Regions from separate parts of the Mus musculus genome. Here region 1 is linked to region 2. A link is a contact called in public promoter capture Hi-C data. All regions are on one chromosome and are shown on one strand. The core of a region is the stretch at or near the end of the contact, and the rest is flanking DNA. Distances in the headings are between cores, read along the strand shown. Region 1 holds the start of Creb5 (cAMP responsive element binding protein 5). Region 2 holds the start of Hoxa13 (homeobox A13).

Evidence for each region. Promoter capture Hi-C pulls out the DNA fragments that hold promoters and counts their contacts.
Region 1: a promoter capture Hi-C map of pre-B cells shows a contact between it and region 2, with 4 times the contacts expected there. The contact joins the promoter of Creb5 here to the promoter of Hoxa13 in region 2. A contact is called at or near these places in 5 of 39 promoter capture datasets (the 3T3-L1 cell line, embryonic stem cells, hippocampal neurons and 2 more), 6 of 484 Hi-C or Micro-C datasets (embryonic stem cells and myocytes), 1 of 115 datasets of contacts at active chromatin or transcription factors (embryonic stem cells) and 2 of 9 other capture datasets (adipose tissue and embryonic stem cells).

What each region holds. Positions count from the first base shown.
Region 1 is chr6:53,285,421-53,288,960 of GRCm38.p6, reverse strand. Creb5 (cAMP responsive element binding protein 5) reads right to left here and starts at 1,658. Exons shown (of 11, transcript NM_001327821.1): 1 at 1,588-1,658.
Region 2 is chr6:52,259,464-52,263,149 of GRCm38.p6, reverse strand. Hoxa13 (homeobox A13) reads left to right here and starts at 2,270. Exons shown (of 5, transcript NM_008264.1): 1 at 2,270-2,513; 2 at 2,515-2,598; 3 at 2,601-2,608; 4 at 2,610-3,286. The coding sequence starts at 2,376. It overlaps Hottip (Hoxa distal transcript antisense RNA), which reads right to left and starts at 375. Exons shown (of 2, transcript NR_110442.1): 1 at 286-375.

The DNA of each region.
Region 1 (3,540 bases), core at 409-2,908, 1.0 Mb before region 2:
AAGCTCTTCAGCTCACTCCTGGGACAGCATTCCCCCTGGGGGAAACTGTAAAAGGCGGGGGCAGGCCGAGTGATAACGAGGTGGGCGGGAGAGGGATGGAGGAAGAGGGGTAGGGAAAGAGAGGGCAATAGCTGTGTCCAGAGAACCCGCAATTGCCCCGGGGGATGGGGGCATAGTTGCTTTGACAGCATTCTGAGCCCCCAAACCCTTGAATATCTGAAGCCCTTAATAAAACACTTACTGGCCTGCAGAATGACGTAATGGACCTGTAGCCAGCCTTTATTCTTTGACACATGTCAGGAAGAGGGAAAAATAAAAAACCAAGCAAGCGTTGCTGATACTGACAACGATGTACAAGTAGCCCACTCTAGTTCCCAGCGTTGAACCAGCATCAAGTGGGGGCGGCACTCGTCCAGGGAAAGCTGGAGCTTTTTCTACTAGACACTCCCTGGAAATAAATCTATGACTAGAAAATAAATGAAAAATTAAAGCGGGCTATAGTCCCTCTAAAGTGGCTTAGTGGGGGCGGTGTCTGCTTGTCTCAACCCTTTAAGAACTTTGTGAAAAGTTTAAGCGGTTCGATAAAGAATCTGGCTCAAAGGCAGACTCTGTCGCCCGGTCCTGAGAACCGCCTGGGTGCAGTGCGGCTCGGGCCCCAGCTGTCATTTGGGGCAGCAGCCCGGAAGAAGTAAGAGTGCCAGCGCAAAGGGGACGGAGGCGGGAGGCGGCTGCAGGAGTGAAGGCGAGGGCTGCGGAGCACTCTCGAGCTGGAGCGCCTGGAGCGAAAGTCAAGTCCCCCTCCAAGGCAACCGACCCTCCCGCTGCAGCCGGCGGCCGGTCGCGAGAACTGGCAGCGGCCGCTGGGCACCCGGGAGAGGGAGAACCCCCTGCGAACTCGCTCGGCTGCCCCTAGGTGACCAGGCGACTTTGCCGCAACGGTTGGAAGTTTGCTAACTTTCTCCCGGGGTTCCGCTGCATCACTGAGAAACGGGATGCGAGGAGGCTCCAGGTTCCTGGTCTGTTGCTGCTGCTGCTACCACTGCCGCCTCCGCCGCCGCCACCACCACCGCCGCTTGACCACACTTCAGAAGGGTTCCACACCATGCCGGGGCTCTGGAGGCAAACATACACCCCCGATTCATAACTGTTCCCCGTGTCAGGGAAACTCACGCGCGCTCCCATACACGCACGCACACTGGGTCGGACACGGCGCTGGCTCCACTCAGCATCCCTCCAGTCGCACGGCGCAGCAATCACCAAGAAGCGCTCCGGGACGGACACGGCGTGGGGTCTCTGGGTGACTACAGGACACAGCACAACTCCACAGTCCACCAGCAATTGGGGCCGGACTTCCTTCTGATCCGCCAAAGTGTTTACAAACACAAATCAAGGGGGAAAAAATGCATCGCATCCTTTCTACTCCTTGCCCTGTGACCTGCCCATTGGACTAAGTAACCTCGCGGCTGCAGCGATGAACCAACCCCTGCAAACAAGGACGCTCCGGAGTCGGCTCGCGCGGCAAGTGCAGCGAAAGTGGCTAAATGCAAAAGGCCCAGAAGTGGCCGCGCCGTATTTTTAGGAACTTACCAAACAAGTGTGGAGAAGGCAAGAGCCGAGCCCGGGTGAAGGGACCACGTTGGACTGAGCAAAGATTACAATACATTCTATTTAGAGTGCATTACATCACCCCCCCGGTGACGTCACGTGGGATTCCTGAACTTCTAAATCATTGCGGTCCGTTGGGGAAAAGGAGGGAGAGAGGGGCGGGGCCCGCACGCCGAGGGGGCGGGCCCGGTCTCCGCCCCGCCCAAATCCCGCCCCTCGAGCGGACCCGGGTGCTTGCGGCGGCGTCCGCGATCGCGCAAGCAACAGCTTGCACAGCCCAGCGCCGAGTAACACGGCCCCCCGACATTAGTGGTGTGAGTCAGCTTGGAAACAATCCTGAAGGTTTCAAACAGAGCCACGCAGGAGACACCGGCACGAGCTCTTCTGCAAGAAGTGTCTGTAGGGTCAGAAAGAAGTAAGGTTTGGGGTGTGTGCATGAGGTGGTAAGGATGCTGAAGGAGGTAGAAAGAGACATTTACACTTACAAATGCAGGCCACTTCCTACTTCCCTACCCCAGCCACCGAAGATACCCAGATCCTTTGCCTGTGACAGCCATGACCTCATTGCAGCGTTCTCTGCATGCTGGCTTCTTAGTATCTCCATTTCGCCGCCCCTCTCCTCATCACGCTCAAGGGCATATAACTTCTTGTGCACACTCAGTAGGACTACACACAGCCTTCCCTGGTCTCGCACCTTGCATGTGCTGACCTGTGAGAGAATCTCTCTAAAGGCGAAAGGCGAATCTCAGCCAAGAGCCAAATGATGAGCCGGATTTAGACTCCGCGTCAGCGCCGGAAGGGCCCTGGCCATTGCTTCCAGAGCCTCTGCTACTGGCCCAAGCTCGCCGGCTGGGAAGCAGTCGAGCCAGGGCTAGAATACAGGATCTAGGGCCAGGTCTGCAAAGGGAAAAGAGGACTGACCTTTTTCAGCATGGGCCAGAAGCCACCGCTCTCACCTTCCTCATCCCTGGCAAGGGCTAGATTTCCTTTTGGAAGCTCTCTCTCCCTTTGGGGAGCATTGAAAGCCTGTTCGAAATGACCACTGTCATCCAACAACAGCTCACACTTTGCCAAACACTTGAAGCCACACCATTTTCTTCTTCCTCATATGACTTTGACAGAATAAGGAAAAGCGGGGAGTGTGTTGTAATTATCTCTATTTCACAGCTGAGCTGAGGCAGACAGACTCAGAAGGCTAGGAGCTCTCCTGATCATCAGGGACCACTCTAGCGCATGTCTAACCCCAGATCTCACCTGGGTTCCTTGGTAGAATCAGGCATATTAATTCTTTTCTGATGGCTGACTGGTTAGAACTTCAACTAAGAGCTTGCTGGCTGGGAGTTGGATCTTTGCTTAGGAACAGTTTAGCCCCCATTAACAAACAATAATGGCTCCTGACATTTATGTAACATCTGACATTTATATAGTGCCTCTCATCCCAATGCATCACAGCCTGACTGTGTAGTCTGCCAGAGGATCATGACTAGACTGGCTAGGAATCGTAATGCTTTGCCCAAATTGTCACATTTCTGAGCTGGTTTTGACATACTAAGTGGAAGAGCTTTCTATTTCCTTTCTGGTTTGAAGTGTTTAGCCCCTCCTCCCCCACCACTTGTCTTCAGGGTTCCCTGAAATCACAGGGACTGACAACTCCCTCTTTCCTTGTAGCCTTCCTATAAGTTCTTCTGTGAATTTTCCTCTCCTCTTCTCCATGGGACACTGAAGGAACTGTGAAAGAAGATGCTGGTCCTAACCTGAAACAACAAAACCTTGACTGTGATGGCTCAATTGTCTGGGTTTAGGGAAGGAAACCATGGTTCACTGAACAGCAGCTTCCGTATCCACCTTCCATCTCAATTTCCAGTACAGCCTTGCTCACCCAGAGCAGAGAGCAACCTCCTTCCTCAGAGAAAAAGAAAGTGCCCAAAGGAATTG
Region 2 (3,686 bases), core at 1,021-3,520:
TAGCTGGAAAACTTCGGAGGTTCAGAAACCCAGCTAAGAGCAGGGCGGCCGACAGAAAAGAACCAGTCCAGCCTGTAAACACCGCCCCCAAAACTCTACAAAGAGAGAGGGAAAAAAAAAAGATGCTGAGAAACCAAACAGAGCCAGAAGCCAGATAGCAAAGGATGGGGGAATTGAGAGCGAGGGGAGGTGGGCAGTCGGCTCTGTCTCTGGGCTTTCATTGTAGTTTCTCACGCTGACTAGACAGCAACTTTCAACTTGACCTTGGCCTCCAGCGTGTCTGACCTGTATGTAAACTGCCCTCGAGTCTCCGAGAGTCTCCGAGAATTGGAGCCTGGAACCGTACTTCGTCTCTTTGTCACTGTTGAGTTTTACAATGCCACTTAGAGGGAGGAAGGAGTGGGGGGACGGATGAAAAGGGCTCCAAAGTAACACAGAAATCAAGTCTTCACAGAGGTTGGTTCTTTAGTCTGCAAATGGTCAGGCAGTAAGAAGGTAAACTCGGGGCAAATCAATATTTACCCAGGACCGCTAAAGTCAGGAGAGAAAGGACTCCCTGGGTGTGGGGGAGAATTGGGTGTGGGGATCAGGGAAGGTTTTATTGGGCGACACTTAACATTAGTCAGAACAAACCCAGGATCCGGGCAGATAAAAGCCTGAGCCTCGCCTTACTGGTCCCAATCTTACCAGAAGCCCAGGGGGCTTACAGAGCAGCAGATGAATTGGGTGGTATGTCTGATGCTCTAGCTTAGGGCTAAGTCTACAAGCTAGGACTAGAGAACAGGTCCAAGCCTGGCTGCCTACCAGAGCATTTGAGCAAAGATAGTACAGAACTCTTCCCAGTCTATATTTTCCAGAACGCACCACTTTCACTTTGACCATTTGTTCCCCTCTGGATGTCTGACCAGTTCACACTTGCACAACCAGAAATGCATGTAGTCCTAAGGAGGCAGGGTCCCCAGAATCCTTTATCAAAACACTGCATCCAAACGTTGCTCTCCCAATACAAACACCCCACCAAGCTCAAGGTACAGAGGAACTCATCAGCTGAACCCCGGCACCTTGAACCCACTACAGGCTGAGCCCCTATTAGGAGAAAAACCATGAAAGGATCCCAAAGAGCCTTTTTCTCTTTCCCCAAAACGGAATGCAACAGTGGATTGCCAGGTGTCTGAAGTGTCCAACTCAGGATCTATGGAGTGACTTGTAGGAAGTCCCAGAACCGTGGCTGGAGTTCCAGCCAGCAGCCCAGCTGGGGCCTGTTCCTCTTAAACCCCTTCAGGAAAAGGCAGCCGGACTCCTGAGACAGGAGTGTGAGTGAATGGTGCTTTCTTCATCTGAAATCCTCTGCGGACCAGAGAGAATAGCTGCTGCATCGGAATGAATAGCGAGCTGTATATACAAGTTGGACAATGTGGCAGTATGCATCTCTCTCTCTCTCTCTCTCTCTCTCTCTCTCTCTCTCTCTCTCTCTCTCTCTCTCTCTGTGTGTGTGTGTGTGTGTGTGTGTGTGTGTGTGTGTGTGTGTGCGCGCGCGCGAATATTTGCGCTCGCGTGTGTGATGAGTGTAGGAGATACAATTAGTTGTTCTGATCTTCTGAGTCCTTAGGCCTAATTGAAATTGTCCTCTAGAGCCTGAGAACAGGGAAGGGAGCTCCCAAATGCAGCCCAAACTTCCCAGAGAAATGTCCTGGGACCCTTGCTCCAGACTTCTCCTGGAACCAACAGGAAACAAACGCCCTTGTTCCCCAGGGGGGGGTGGGGAGTGCAATCTCGGCCAGGCGAAAGCTCCCACATCCTTGGGAGGGTCTAGCTGCAGAAAGATGTATCCATCCCTGGAAAGAAAACAGCCCCAGAGGTCCCTAAAACATGCCAGGACATCCTGGGCCAGTCCAAGGCCAAGGCAAACCCTCATTCCTGGCCACTGGAGAATTTACCTGACTTGTCCCCACGACCTCAGGTCGCACCCCAACCGCAGCCGCTCACTGCCCCTCCCAACCTCCGCGCGAAACCCGGGAAGGGATCGGGGTCCCTGTGTTCCCAGCCCCACCCGCCCTAGTTTCTCCCCCCCACCCACCCCCGCCTCCTCCGTGGGTGACTGCTGCGCGGCCGCGCGGCGGGAGCTAGAGCTGGCGCAGAGGACCGCGCGGGCGGCGGCGGGGACGGCGGGCCCAGCGCGGAGCCGAGCCGGAGCCTCCCGCTTTGCATACGCCGGGGGCGGGCCGGGGGCGGGCCAATGGGCGGCCGCCTGGCGCGACCCCGCAGGGCGCGACCCGCCCCCCTCGCTCGGGCCCCGGCCCCGCGCGCCGCGCTCTTCACTTCTTGGGGGCTTTTTAAAACAGCGCCACTGGGGTCTTCTCCATGCGGCTCGGGCTATGACAGCCTCCGTGCTCCTCCACCCCCGCTGGATCGAGCCCACCGTCATGTTTCTCTACGACAACGGCGGCGGCCTGGTGGCCGACGAGCTCAACAAGAACATGGAAGGGGCGGCGGCGGCGGCACGGGCGGCGGCCGGCGGCGGCGGCGGGAGCTGGGGGCGGGGGCTTCCCCCACCCGGCTGCCGCGGCCGCGGGGGGCAACTTCTCGGTGGCCGCAGCGGCGCCGCCGCCCGCCGCCGCGGCCAACCAGTGCCGCAACCTGATGGCGCATCCCGCACCCCTGGCGCCCGGCGCCGCGGCCGCGTACAGCAGCGCCCCGGGGGAGGCGCCCCCGTCCGCCGCCGCCGCCGCCGCCGCCGCCGCTGCTGCCGCCGCCGCCGCGGCTGCCGCGTCGTCGTCGGGAGGGCCCGGGCCGGCGGGGCCCGCGGGTGCCGAGGCCGCCAAGCAGTGCAGTCCCTGCTCGGCGGCGGCACAGAGCTCGTCGGGGCCCGCGGCGCTGCCCTACGGCTACTTCGGCAGCGGCTACTACCCGTGCGCCCGCATGGGCCCGCACCCCAACGCCATCAAGTCGTGCGCGCAGCCTGCTTCGGCCGCCGCCGCCTTCGCCGACAAGTACATGGACACCGCCGGCCCCGCGGCCGAGGAGTTCAGCTCCCGCGCCAAGGAGTTTGCTTTCTACCATCAGGGCTACGCAGCCGGGCCTTACCACCATCACCAGCCCGTGCCCGGCTACCTGGATATGCCAGTAGTTCCGGGGCTCGGGGGTCCTGGCGAGTCGCGCCACGAGCCTCTGGGGCTTCCCATGGAAAGCTATCAGCCCTGGGCTCTGCCCAACGGCTGGAACGGCCAAATGTACTGCCCCAAAGAGCAGACGCAGCCTCCCCACCTCTGGAAGTCCACTCTGCCCGGTAAATGGCGCCCCCTTTCCAGCCCGGGTCTTCCAGCTTTTCAGCTTCTCCTCGGCTCGTGCCCCAGGGTCACTAACCCCCCCCCCCCCCCGCATTCTCCCTGGCCTGGCTTGCCTTAGCAATTCTGCACCCCTGGGAGCCTGGCCCCGGCTGGCTGGCGCTGTCCGTCCGCCCTGCCCTAAGTCGAGCCGGTCCCCGGGCCCTCCTTTGGTAAAGGGTAGCTGGGAGGAAGCTTGTGGGTTCCAACTCCGGCAGCCCCTTTCTCTCTGGGTGCCCCACCCTCCCAAGCCCTTGACATTGACTCCAAGATGGGAAATAGACTCGATTTTGAGCTCACCAAATTGTCCCTGATGGTTCTCTGAAAAAAAAGGCTTCGTTGGAGAAGCATAGAATGTTGGGA